2 separate regions of the Mus musculus genome follow, and region 2 is linked to region 1. A link is a contact called in public HiChIP or PLAC-seq data. All regions are on one chromosome and are shown on one strand. Each heading gives the region's core, a stretch centred on a gene start, on an enhancer-like site or on the middle of the called end of the contact. The rest is flanking DNA. Distances are from core to core; before and after follow the strand shown.

The links. HiChIP or PLAC-seq counts read pairs in DNA pulled down with a chosen protein or histone mark.
Region 2: a contact with region 1 is called in a BATF HiChIP or PLAC-seq map of CD8 T cells, with 7 read pairs. The contact joins two enhancer-like sites. A contact is called at or near these places in 4 of 39 promoter capture datasets (the 3T3-L1 cell line, 3T3-L1-derived adipocytes and liver), 5 of 484 Hi-C or Micro-C datasets (MC3T3-E1-derived osteoblasts, the NIH/3T3 cell line, embryonic fibroblasts and 2 more), 3 of 115 datasets of contacts at active chromatin or transcription factors (CD8 T cells, cardiomyocytes and embryonic stem cells) and 2 of 9 other capture datasets (adipose tissue and pancreatic islet).

The regions. Positions count from the first base shown.
Region 1 is chr1:90,675,918-90,683,197 of GRCm38.p6, reverse strand. Gm9991 (a long non-coding RNA gene) reads right to left here. Exons shown (of 3, transcript XR_878398.1): 3 at 3,543-4,305. Among named protein-coding and RNA genes, the nearest start is that of Gm9991, 5.1 kb to the right of the region's middle. Within about 2 kb of position 5,362, at least 23 of the 459 cell types and tissues checked have an H3K27ac peak or open chromatin away from gene starts, as enhancers often do. A contact at or near this core is called in CD8 T cells, where this site is marked.
Region 2 is chr1:90,768,842-90,775,479 of GRCm38.p6, reverse strand. Col6a3 (collagen, type VI, alpha 3) reads left to right here. Exons shown (of 44, transcript NM_001243008.1): 41 at 1,780-2,043; 42 at 2,430-2,528. Among named protein-coding and RNA genes, the nearest start is that of Gm41918, 8.1 kb to the right of the region's middle. Within about 2 kb of position 4,144, at least 17 of the 459 cell types and tissues checked have an H3K27ac peak or open chromatin away from gene starts, as enhancers often do. A contact at or near this core is called in CD8 T cells, where this site is marked.

The DNA.
Region 1 (7,280 bases), core at 4,113-6,612:
TGTGAGGAGCCCAATGGGCACATTGAAGCCACCCAGGGGTGAAACTGGACACAACTGCTTGGGAGGAGAATGATCCTCCTGGGCTAGCAGAAGGTCAGACAGTGTTGGGATTCTCTGGTATCAGAGTCTGTTGAAGATGAGACCTGCTCTGTTCTAGGCCATGTTCTACTCCAATGAGCTGTGTATATCCAAAATGCAACTGGTCCTGATCCTTGCCGGGGAGAGTCTAGGGAGTGCAGACACCTTGCTGTCTGCATCTCTGCCCTTCCATGTTCTCTGTGCCCTCAGATAAAACTGACACCTCCAGGGAAAACTTCATTTGAAAGCACATCCATGGAACTTCACACAATAAGAACTGAAAATATTATGCACCAGGCATGCATGACACAACTTAGAGATAGCGGTTGACCAGATGACCCAAACAGTCCTGCCTTTTATCTCCGTGAGTCCAGAAGAAAAGGTTGGGCAGGCCTGTGCTAGGATCAATTTCACAAGCATCTTGCAGAGTCTTGTGTCTGTTTTACTTGGATTCGCAGTTCTGGTAACTCCAGCAGCACAATGCCCGTGGATCTGGTTCACACATCATAATCACAACACACCCTTGACAGTGAACCTGCCCACTTTTTGACCTAGTTCCTAGGCCCAAGTTCCCAAGCTCTGAGTGTACCACCATCCCTCTTTGCTGCTGGGAGACACTACATATCTGCTTTACTAGGACTTCCTATACGCACATTTTTTTTTTAAAGCAGCAGAGCCTACCCCCTCCCCCACTAATTGGAACTTTTCAAGGTAGTTGGCTATTTTGCAAACATCTTTTCATGTATCAAATGTGCTTGCACAGCACCTTAGGCAGGGACAGTTCCCACTCCACTGCATGGGGTAGTTCCTGGCTAGCTTCCTGCCCCACAGGAACATCTTTTTGTTGTCCCAGATGGTTTTTATGTCACCTTCTCACAAACTAGAATCATCTGAGTTGAGGGAACTTAAATTGAGAAAATGTTTTCTTAAGATCTCATTCTGGAGCTGGGTGTGGTGGCGCACGCCTTTAATTCCAGCACTTTGGGAGGCAGAGGCAGGTGGATTTCTGAGTTCGAGGCCAGCCTGGTCTACAGAGTGAGTTCCAGGACAGCCAGGGTTACACAGAGAAACCCTGTCTCAAAAAAAGCAAACAAACAAACAAACAAATAAAAGACCACATCCTGGAAGATCCTGCATTAGCTCCTGCCTCCAGGCTAGCAAACGTGTGTTGGAATTCCTGCCCTCACTACTTTTGATGATGAACTGTTAAACGGAAAAAACAAGGAAAACAAACCCTTTCCTGCCCAAGTTGTGTTTTCTCATAGTGTCTCATCTCAACACTAGTGATGCTAGCCAAGTTTCCTATGATATTTGTCTATCTGGACCACATATTCTTCCATTTCTTCTCATCCTTTTCTTCATAGAAGTGAGTCCACCTGGCCAGATCACCTTGACAGAGCATCTTCTGTCAAATGTCCCCTTTTAATTTAACTATTTACTTTATTTTTACTTATGCTTGCTTGTGTATATGTCTGTATATGCATGGCCAAATGAAGATGTTGGATCACCTAGGTCTGGAGTTACAGGTTGCCAGATGAAGGTGCTGGGAATAGAATTCCAGTCTTCTGTAAGAGTATCAAGTGCTCGTATCTGATGAGCCATCTCTCCAGCCCATTCAAATGCTCTGTAGGCTCAAAAAAAAAAAAAAAAAAAAAAAAAAACAAACAAACAAAAAAAACAACTCTCCCCTGCCCACACGTACCTGCCTGGGCCTAAAGCCTGGAAACAACTGGCCCTGAAGGTAATACTGAGACCAGAGTATCTTCATCCAGGTAAGGATAAAAGTGCCCTGTCTGGTAGAAAAATGCCAGCTCTGAGATTGTAGAGGTGGAGTTCCAGGATCAAAGGCCTTGATCTTGGCTCCAGTTGAGCACCTCAGGGGGGCCTCTGAACACCTCCCCTCTCCCACACTCAAACCTTCCCTAGACCAGATAAACCACAATCATTGGTGCAGAGCAGCAGAGCTGAGAACTATCTGTCACACTAGAGAGGAAGTAGAGTGCTCCAGGGCAAGCCAGGAGATTTTGCCCCAAGGGGAGGGAGCAGACACAACAACCTGTGTAGATGGTTACAAAGCATGCTGGCACCTTTTCTATGCCTTTCCAAGGTTTTCTAAAATGAAACCAAAAATACAGCCTCAAATCCTGGAAGAGCAAAACGCAAAGATGTTCATTTGGATAGACACATCTCTAAACTGCCACCAAGCTGAGGATTCTATTTATATAGTGTTTTCTCCAGTTGTTAGCAGCAAAGGCAGCTGAGTCCTCAGCTACTGGAGTTGCAAGACTAGCCAGCTTAGGAAAGCACAGATGCTCCAGAGAATTATGGAGGATTCTTATTCAAACAATTAGCAAAACAGTTTCTGATTTGTTTTAATGGCTTGATGCTTCCTGAAAGGCTGCCATCCTGGGCCTTTCCCCTGGGAACAGTTATCAGGCAATCCTTCTGGAAGAAATCCCCAGTGCTGTAGCAATGTTCTCAGCACTGAGCCTTCCAGAAGAGGCTCAAGAAGACTTAAGGAATAAACATAATTAGGTTCAGGAAGTAAACAACTCACAAGTCCCAGGAAGTTCCTGAGATTACAGGATTCATCAGCACCCCCCCCTCCTGCCCCCAGGGTTATACAAGCAGTAACAACTGCTCAGTAGAAAAGACTCTCTGGCAGACCCAGTGACCTTCAAAGCCATGCAGGGAGCTTCAGGAACTCATCCTCTATGAACTGTCATCTATGTTTGCAATGGGCTTCTTGGTGATAGAGTGGCCTTTGAGCCACTTATGCTCCTATAAATAATCCCAATAAACTGGTTCACTAAGCTAGACTTGGGTAGAATGTGTTCTTTAGTGTGTTGTCTGTGCCCTGTCTGGGATGAATAGACATTTCATCACCTCTCCCTAGGGTCAGTCACATGACAGCCATTTACTTGCCTCCTAGTGATTACTACCCTGCTTTAATTTCTTCTAAGAACACTGACTAGTGATGGATGACTGAGGATCTCCCTTCTGCATGTTAATTAGATACGTTATGCAATGCTTGGATTTACTTGTTTTTGAAATCCACTAAGGAAAAAATCAGAATTCTTCAGGAAAGAATGAAATTCCTCCAGGTGTGTTCTTTGGGTTCTACGATGGAACATAGGATCTGCTTCCAGCTGCCATGGGGCATCATGCACACACACACACACACACACACACACACACACACACACACATGTGCACACTCATACACATGCCATGGCACTTGTGTGGTGCTTAGAAGATAACTTTTGGAAGTCAGTTCTCTCCTTCCATAGTGTGTTCCAGGCATAGAATTCAGATAATCGGGCTTACATAGCAAGAGCTTTTATTTTCTGAGCCATCTCATAAGCCAGACAGCAAATATTTTAACCAAGTTCACATAAGCTTTCAGGAGTGATCTTGGTAGGAAGCAGGCACCTTGGGGAGAATTTTCCATTTTCTTCATGAATTGTCCTTCAATGTTTGCCCAGAACAGTAGAAAGCACATTTAAGGATGCCGAGAAGGATAGATGTGAGCTCCTATGACTTCCTGTTGTTGTGGTAGCTAAGATACTCTCAAGTGCGGTCCAGCACAGCTGCAATGCTGTCAAGCAGAGATGACCACAACCTTCTCTGTAGTCCTGCAAGTCTCTCACACCCGGGACACAGGCACGACCCTTTTCCTTTCTATAATATTTGATTTCCTGTCAAGGGGCTAAGCCAACGGAGCCAAGGGTCCAGATGTTCCCACTACTCCCATCAGTGGCCCCGCCTCCCCCCACCTGCACTGAGACCTCTTGCTCCAGGGAGATGCATCTTCCCTGTGTACATTTGACACCATCTGGAGACACAAATGCGTGACTCCTATTGCCTTCCCTATGCGCAGCAGACTCTGCACTAGGAATGAGTTATAGTTTTTATTTGTTTCTTTCTCTTTCCCTCGAGTCTTTGCTGTACCTTTGCATTAGCAATGTAACACACATGGTGAGAGGCTTTCAGATACAGGAAAGCATGGAGATGATCAGAACCTCCTCTGAAAGCAGCATCTTGCCAGGGCTTCCGGTGATACTCTGACATTTGTACTCTGGGCTGGGTGACACGTGCAGCTTGACATGTAGGCAGAAGACATGGTCTGCAGTAGGACCGGATGCTGCCTTTTTGGTTGACCTTGGTGTCTGGAAGGCTTAGGAATTATCTGCATTTCAGTAGGAATGCAAAGGGTCAGCTTCAGATCTGGGGGTGGAAGATAGATAATAAATTCCCATCTCCACAGACATCCATGCCACAGCTGGAACTGGTGAGCTAGCATTATGATCTTCTCTGTGGCTTTCCTCCCTAAATGTTATTTCCCTAACTCCCTAAATGTTAGCTGGAAACAGGGGAGGGTGGTCAGGAATATCCAGGTGAGCTCAGACATGGTCATACACATCCTTATGAAAGGAGCACCGGGAGATGTGACATACATGGGGAGAAGCTCACATGACCCTGGAGGCAGTGATGGAAGTGAGCCAAGCCCAAGTCAACACCAGAAGCTGGAGAAGGAGGGGGAGGCTTCTCCTCTGCAGTGTCCAGAGGGATGGAAGCCTGTCTGTATCGTGGGTTGCCACTTATTTCAGACTTCTAGTCTCTTTGTTACTTTAAGCCAACAAGAATGTGGCAGTTCATTGCAGAAATTACAGAAAATCAAGGAATCAAACAGAATAGGCCCTGGTATGGAGCCAGGTCCTGGACCCAAAACACACCCAGTGTCAGAAATCAGGAAGTCAGACAGACAAACAAAAGGATAGAAAAGAGGGGTAGAATCAGGATCCAGTGCACTTCAGGTCCCTCCCAATATATAATTCTCCTCTTTGTGTTTCCAAAAGCTACATGTCCTGGGGCTCAGAGATGTGGTTCCATCTCAGCACAGATTCGTACTGAGGGAGCTGCATGCTATCCAACCTGTGAGGATTCAGACAAAGCCCTTCAGGCATATGGCTCTCCAGAGTGTCCAAACGTGAAGCTGACACCTCAAGAAAGAACCATGTCCTGTCAGAATGAAACAGGGATGTGCCTGAGATGCCAGGGGTGGGTGGTAGCACCCATGCACTGGCTCTGAGGGAGCAGGGTTAATGGCTCAGAAGTGGACTCATGTATTAGTCAGCCTTTCAGCACTGTGACAGGATCCTTGATGTCTATACCTTAAAAGGAGGATTTGGGTTTGTGGCTTCAGAGGTTTTGTGGGCCCCATTGCTATGGACCTGTGATAAGGCAGAACATAACCATGGAGGGAGGAGCTGTGTGGTGGATGCTGCTCACCCCAGGGAAACCAAGAAGCAGAAACAGGGGCAAGATAGACCTTTCAAAGACATGCCCCTGGTGACTCACCTCTTCCAACCAAACCCTCTCTCCTTCTAGTCCCTTTAGGTTATGAACTCATTAGTAGGGTAATTCATTGGTAAGGTTGAAGTCAGAGTCCTCACTGAATCAGATCATTGATGAAGCCCGAGTCTTTATGATCCCTTCAATTCCCAGCAGCACTCTCACCTGGGGATGAAGCCTTTGGAGGAGCACTTCATGTTAGAGTTTGAATATGAAACTTACCTCTTATGCTCATGTTTTGAATACCTCATCCCAAGCTGGTAGCACTAATTTTAGAGGAAACTTAAGGAGGTGGCATCTAGCTGGATGAAGGTCCCTGGGTGTGGGTTCTAGGGACTATATTCTCTCTGGTGTCTTTACCAACCCCCTTCCTGCCTCCTGTTGGCAAAGGGGTGAGTAGCAGCCCCTTTCACAGACTCCTGACACCAGGATGATGCTCTCCCCATACTCATGGGGAAGAGTAACCATGGGCTGAACCCTCTAAAACCACCAGCCAGGATAAATCCTACTCCCTCAAAGGGTCTTTAGAGGGATTTGGTCTCAGTGATAGGAAAAGTGAAATAACACACCCCACATCTAAGCCACTCACAGCCATTTCTAGAATATCCTATCCATCCCCCCTTGTATGTCATATTTCATTAGACGTTAGTTGACTCCTAAGGGAACTTGATGGTGAGTTTGCTCTAAGGGTCTCTCAGTGGCCTTCCTCTGTCCTGGAGATTTCCCCTTGAGGTGTTTGTGCTTGCCACCAGACCCCCTTGGGTCCCTGACTGAACTGGCCAGAGAGCAGCTGTGTGTTGCTCTCAGATTTCTTACAGAATGCTGACATCATGTACAGTCCTCCCCAGAAACACAAGAGCCAGGTGGGTATGAGGCAGAACACCCCACTGATAATTCCAGGCTGCGGCAGTGGGTGGGAGCCAGAAACTGAGAACTGAGGTGGAAGTAGCTGACTGGGCTGGGGGTGGGGACTTCCTGTCTGAGCCTGTGAATGATAGGACAAACCTTCCAGACTTCAGGTGGGGGAGGCTGCTACCCCGGGTTTGTGGGCAATCAGTTACCCTTTCCTCAAAGGCAACGCTGTGAGAGCTGTTGCCCGAGAACAGACTCCCTCCCTTTCCCAGAGCTTGGACAGCTGCCAGAGCCTGTCTTCTGGTCCCACAGTCCTGGACTGATAGAGAGCTTTCGGCCATGGAACTGAGAAAGTATCTGACCTTAGTGGAAAAAGCCATCACATCTCCTAAAAAAAACCTGCTCTTCCTCCAAATGCCAATGAGATAAACACTTCCATTCTCCAAGTGGAGTCTCTTCCAGGCAGGAATAGCTGCTCGTTAAGTTTTCTGCCTTACACTTGTGGTTTCAATCCCCATTGGGAAGTTTTGACCATTTGCTGGGTGGGGATGGGTATACGATTAAGAACAAATGTCTTGGCTGTGTGACTGTCAAAGCCCCAGGGACACTAATGCATCCGTGGGATTCAGACTGTGACTCAGCCCAGGGGCAGTGGCAGTTTACTGAAGAAGAGGCGGCAGGGTGGGTGACTCAGCCTCAGAGACTCCCATGAGCAGACAGAGATGGGACCACCAAGACATGTACAGCTCCAAGAAAGTTCAGAGCAGAGAGACACGGGGTGGGGTATGTATCCTGAGCTCTTCTTTCTCCAAAACGTTGGATGCTTCTAGAGGGCTGTGGGTTAAGACTTAGCCAAACTCTCCAGAGTGGTACAGAGCTAGCAAGCTGTGGCCGCATGGAAAAGTTGGTTTTATTCTCCTAAGTCAAACAAACCTACATACAACCACCCCGAGGCTGTGTAGAAAATAGCATAGAACTTTCTAGAAACTCAACCA
Region 2 (6,638 bases), core at 2,895-5,394, 94 kb before region 1:
CAAGGACATGGCCCTGGAAGCTGGTCTACAGGGTAGGCTGATGACCCAAGGTGGGCATAGTTACATAATAGACCTTAGAAGATGCTAGCCAGACATAGGGTTGTCCACATATTGCTTTTCTCTGCATCGTGAAGCAGTTTTCCCTTGTACAACCTCTCAAGGATGCTGGGGTCCTGAGGAAGACTGATGCTTCCTGTACGTTCAGCCCTGCTTCCCTGGCTGTAGCTTCTCTGCTGTAGAGCCCCATCCTGGTTCTCTGGCTCTTCAATATTTCTGTCCCTATCTTCCATGGTATTCCCTGAGCCTTAGGAACAGAGGCTGTGTTTTAGATGTTATCAACTAGAGCAGGACACTCCATGGTCAGTTGTTCTCCCAATTTTCTCACTGTGATGAATTGTTTCTGCTGCAAAAAGAAGCATCTTTGATGAGGGGTGAAAGCTATGCTTATCTGTGGGTATAAAGATAGGTGTTTAGAAATCACATGGCAGCATAGTAGGCTCTTCTCTGGGTCCCATGGCCTCACCATCCATGGGCAGCTGACGAGGTCCTATGATGCTCTCATCTATAAAGTTCAACCTCAAGAACCCTGTAATAGAGCCATACAAGAAATGTTTTGAAATATTTTAAGTAAGCTTATGATTTTATGTTGGGCCATACCCACAGGTATCCTTGGTTGCATTGTAGAATGTGGGCTATGCGTTGAGTGCTCCTGACTCCGAGTGAGAGAGAAAGGAGAAGCTTGCCATTTTGTTCTGGTTAGGCAGCAGAGTGGAGTCTTTTTCTCTCTCCCTCCCTCCCTCCTTCCCTTATTTCCTCCCTCCCTCCTTCCCTCCCTCCCTCTCTTCTTTTCTTTTTTCTTTGCCTGCCTGCCTGCCTTCCTTCCTTTCTTTCTTCCTTCCTTCCTTCCTTCCTTCCTTCCTTCCTTCCTTCCTTCCTTCCTTCCATACTTCCTTTTTTGCTGGAACTAAACTTGCTCCCCTTCTAATGTGACTCAGAAAGATCAAAGCTGGTCCTGTGCTAATCTATTCCTTCTTTCCAAAAGGGATGTGGTCACAGAAAGGGGCCTCACACTGAGTATTGTGGCAGTATCAGGGGTTGGTTCAATAAAGTGAGAAATGACACCTCAGAAACTCAGTTCTCCCTCAGAGGCTGACCAGCATGTTCATTCTGACCCAAGAAAAGCACTTTCCTGATTTTATGTGTGTGTGTGGAGGGGGGGGGGGATGGGGATGAGTTAATGAGACTCAGGGGGGTATAATTGTTAGCTTTTCTGAGAAGATGTAAGAAGATTCTACAGAATGTCATAATCTATAAATGAAGATGAATCTAGAATATATGTGCTCATGAAAAAGTAGGAATTATCTTTACCTATGAGCAGACAGAGAGCTGAGACAGTATGTTCTTGTCATAGCCTACAACACCATGATTTTTCATGTTTGCAATCCTAGAGCTGGTCTTGTACTGCACATGTAACTTCCTACTAGCATGCTGGAGCTTACATTTCAAAGTATCTTCTTCACAAGGGATTTTTGATAGAAAAAATGAAGGTAGTCACTTATGTACCTTGTTGATGAATAAAGATGCGTTTGAGTCACTATGCTCTTACATGCCAGGCAGGCTGGTGGAGGATGTTACTGGTGAAGGGGACACTAGCTCCCTTTCTTGGCGAGCTTCAGGCCAGCCGTCCACCAACATCTCCCAGATCTCTTCTGAAGCTCCCACATGTGCTCCTGTTGTGAGGAGTTTTACTTTTATAAACTCTGCACTCTGATCTTTCAGCGAGAGTGTCCCGAGAAGTCCAGGTCTCTGAAGTCACGGAGAACAGTGCCAGACTCCACTGGGAGCGGCCCGAGCCTTCCAGCTCCTTTTTTTATGACCTCACTGTAACCTCGGCCCACGACCAGTCCTTGGTTCTGAGACAAAACCTCACTGTCACTGACCGTGTCATCGGAGGCCTACTGGCTGGACAGCTGTACCATGTCGTAGTGGTCTCCTACCTGCAGTCTCAGGTCAGGGCCATCTACCAAGGAAGTTTCAATACGAGTAAGTACTGACAACTTGAGAGCACTTGGGTCTTGATTTCTACATGGTATACCAAACAGGATATAAAACAATGATGCCTTGAGTCCATTCTGAAGCACAGACACAATTAAGTACAATCCATCAATCTTGGGTACTTAGGCTACACCCTGAAAATCAAAATCACAGCAACAGCATAGGAGACAGGGTTCCCTGTGCCATATGCTCTCATTCTTGGTTCCTGGGACCCTTTAAGGGGGAGACCAGATTTGCTCTGCCTTAGCCTATCATGTCTAGGTGGCATGTGGGAAATGGGGACCTGGATCCTGGCGAGGAAGATAGTAGGATCTCTGTTGCCACTTTTAGTTTCCGAGTCAACTACTAGTTGGTTGTATTTTCTTTTCTTATAGAGAAAACCCAGCCTCCACCTCTTCAGGCAGCACACCGAGCATCCAGTTCAACCATCAACCTCATGGTGAACACAGAACCATTGTTTCTCACTAAAACAGGTAAGTCGTGGCAGTACTAGGTCCCCTAATGGACTTCAGAAAGCATTCTGAGACCAGGGAGAAGTACTGCTTAATGGCTTGCAAACCCTTTGAAATTGAGGCCACCTGCCTGAGACTAAATCACATGACTTCCATGGGATCAGTTCCAAAGGGGTCCTCAGCTGCTGGGTTTCATCTCACTCTACATGGTCTTGGTTTCAAAAGCAGAGGAACCAAGCTTGTCACCATAGTGTTAGAAGAAGCTGGCTGGAGCTGCTTCTGAGCCCATGGCTATTATGCACGGCTCCACCAGTCACTTCCTCTGTGTTATGTTGAAACTGGCTAGGGTTGACTTGTGGTCTGTAGTGCTGCAAAGAATAAAGTTTCATTCACTTACCGAGTCATCTATAAGACACTGCTTAGGAGACCCAAGGTAACCAGACTGGATCCTGCAGAACATGTGGATTCAGATATATTTTCAGTTCTCAAAATGCCACATCTAGGCTTGGTCTTGTATTCCACTTTCCTGGATACCTGAGCACAGAGTGTGTCTGTTAGTGACAGGAAAGATTGCTGTTTTTGGGATACAAGTCTGAGAACCTGTAACCCTCCCTCCCTCTATATAAGTTGCTTTTCTATTGCTATGACATGTTCTTGTCATGTGGTCACTTGGTCATGACCAAGGCAACTTATAGAAGAAAGAGTTTATTTTGGGGGTCACAGTTCCAGAGGAATAAGGGTCTGTGATGATGGAACAGAGGTAGGAGGCTGCAGGCAGCTGGAGTAGCAGAGAGATCCTATCATGATCCACAAACAAGGGGCTTAGAACTCATTGGGGCTGATGGAAGGCTTTTAAAGCTTGAAAGCTTACCCGTGACACACCTTCTCCAGCAAGACCATACCTCCTAATCTCTCCTGAGCAACCGGGGACTGTCTTAGGCTGGGTTACTGTTGCTGTGATGAAACACCATGACCAAAGCAACTTGGAGAGGAAAGGCTTTATTGGGCTCACGCTTCCATATCACTGTTCATCACCAAAGGAAGTCGGGACAGGAACTCAAACAGGGCAGGAACCTGGAGTCAAGAGCTGATGCAGAGACCAGGGAGAAGTACTGCTTAATGGCTTGCTCCCTATGCATGGCTTGCTCAGCCTGCTTTCTTATAGAACCCAGAACCACCAGCCCAGGGATGGCACCACCTATAATGGGATTGCCCTCCACCATCAATCACTAATTAAGAAAATGCCCTACAGGCCTGCCTACAACCCAATCTTATAGCGGCATTTTCTTACTTGCAGTTCCCTCCTCTCAGATGACTTCAGCTTGTGTCAAGTTGTCCCAAAACTAGCCAGACCAGGGACCAAACACATGTTCAAATATTTGAGCCAATGGGAGCCATTCACATTCACATAACACTTTCATTTAGCAGAATGGAGGCTTGGCTAACTAGCTTTGAGGAAGTGACTACACAGTGATCAATTTGTTTGACTTAGGCACCAAAGGCGCCATTAACTGACATGAGAACTCAAAATCCTGTGAGACTTTAGTTATGGTACTGTTTCATAGTCCTCAGAGTGCAAGCCCCTGCTTAGCATGGAGATTGTCTGATGCCTTCTGGCCAGTCAGGAGGAACAGGATGCCTCTCAATACGTGCTTTCTTTCTGAGTCATCATTCATAAGCAGCCTTTGTAACTGCCTTTGTAACTGTACTAGACGGAAGAGCTACTACCATTGTCATTTAACAGCAAGCGACTGCATGGTGTCCAATGTCTCTAGCCTTTCCTGTGAAAGGCTAGCAGAAGAATAGGGAGTTTTTCCAATAGAAATTTTTGGGACTGAGGGAGGTGGGGCTCCATACAGGTGGTGGTAATTAACTACAACTGCTGAGAGATTCTATAAAAAGCCTTGAAGAAATTTAATGCTATGGTGTAAATGCAAACTGGAAAAGTGAAGTAGGTGGGTGAAGTGAGAGTTGGTTGGGGGAGGGGGAGGAGGGAGAGGAGGAGGGGGAAGAGGAAGGAGGAGAAGAGGAAGGAGGAAGAAGAGGGAGGAGGGAGGAAGGGGAGGAGGTAGAGGAGGCGGGGGAGGAGACGCCACTGCTCATCAGTTTCTGCTGTCCACACCAAAGACTACAGACAGACTTTTGTCTCCTGCCTGGTTCTACCCTGCAGCTCACAGTCTATTCTGGTCTATTCTTAAGCCACCATGGTAAGGATGCCCCAACATGAATGCTGACCTCAAAAGAAAGCCACATCTCTGTGGCTGGGGTTTTCTTGGATTTTCCTTCAAGATACTGTCACAGGGTCAGGGAGATTGCTCAGTGGGTAAAGCACCAAGGGTGTAAGCTTGAGAACCCAAGTTTGAACCCCAGAGCCCCTGTAAATGCGGAAAGAGAGAATCAACTTCACAACATTTGCCTTTGACTGCCAAACTCATGCCACGGCCCACCCCTCTCCTGTCATGTTCCCATGCACAATAACAAGTAAAATTAGGGGAAAAAAACCCCCAAAACCAAACACCAGCCAAAGAAGACCCAGAATACATTCACTTCAAAGACACAGAAAGCTGTGTGTTTAATCTGATTCCCTCTTCCTAGCTTTCGTCTCTGAGTATGGAAAATGTAAAATTTCCAGCAAACTCTTGTTTCATTGAGAGACTTGGAGGAACTCCTAGACAGCAAGATTCAGGGATAAGTTGGTTTCTTTATGTGTGCCGCTGAAGGCTGAGACTGTATAAACAGTGTTTAGTTAGCGTAAACAACATAATCTTTAAACACTAATCTGGGTCAGGCTGTTCTGTTTTTAAATGTGGAGTTGCTGCTTCCAGAATCAGGGAAGGATTTTCTCCACAGACATGTAACACTGTCTGACAAAGAGGGGAGATTTGGGTTTTGTTTGTAACGGGGACCCACGTTCCTGTCAAGGCCGCAGAGCATTTGTTTGCGGGTGAATCTAAAATCTGTCTCCTTCCCACTGATGGTGGTGAGGTAGTCTGAGGATGCAGGTGAATGTCTGTGTCTTCTTGACAAAGCCCGACAAGGGCAGAGGAGTCTGACTCCATGTCTCCCAGCTCAAGCGTGTCCTTTTGCTAGAGAACTGTGCTTCCAGAAGACCCTGCCTCGAGGTGAAGGTTGATTCTGCTGGTAGACCTCCAACAGCATCCACACCTTGCCTTTCAAGGCTCTAGACTTTGCAGCATTACGTTTGAAATGGTTAGAATTTGTATTTTGAAAACCAAGCAAAGCAAACCTTCCTTAAAATCTCCACTTTACCCTTTGCTTCCCTTAGCTCTCAAATATTACAATGCAGCCACTTTTAAGTAGTAAGGTTACTGTCTATTAAAGCCACTTAGCAACGACTGAACAAGTCCTTCAGTATTGTCTTACTCGAGGAAAGCAAGGAGGGCGCTTTGTGAGGGAGAGCCTTGAGTCAGGTTGGTAGCCACTCCCACAAACGTGCAGATTATCTGATCCTGAGCCTTTGTTGAAAGAAGGCTTAGACTTTCAGACTTCTAGATTAAAACATTTTACATGCACACGTCTTTCCCAGCAAACTCCAGCGTTTGCCAGAAAGTTCTGTAAACAGAAGTCTTGCTGTTCTCAAACTGTCAATTTACCTCTGTAGGCATCTAGGGGACCCAGCCTTATTTTGCAACTGGGCTCCAGCAGGCGTGTGCATTCAAACCCTGAACTTCCTTAACTGGAGACAAACCAAGCTTCTGGCCCCCACAAAGTCTTGCCCTGGGGCATTTCTGCGGCCTGAGGAGCTTCTTCTCCATCTTAGTTTTATGTGAGAGGGAAGAAAAGTAGTCGGCTATACTGTATCTGCACACACACTTAACACGATGAACATCTGTTGAAGGCCTGGCGAGAAGGCCTGGTGGTTAAGAGTGGTTGCTGATCTTGCAGGGGTCAGAGGTCAGTGCTAGCACCCATGTTAGGCTGCTCACAACTGCCTCTGACTCTAGCTCTAGGGGAACTGACATAGAACACAAGCATAAACAATAAAGTGTATATATTTACTTTTATTTTTATTTACTTTTTTTCAAAAAAGAATACTCAATTACAATTTACATACATTTTCAATCTACTTATCTTCTTGAAATGTATAGTCTAACAGAATTTAATGCTATT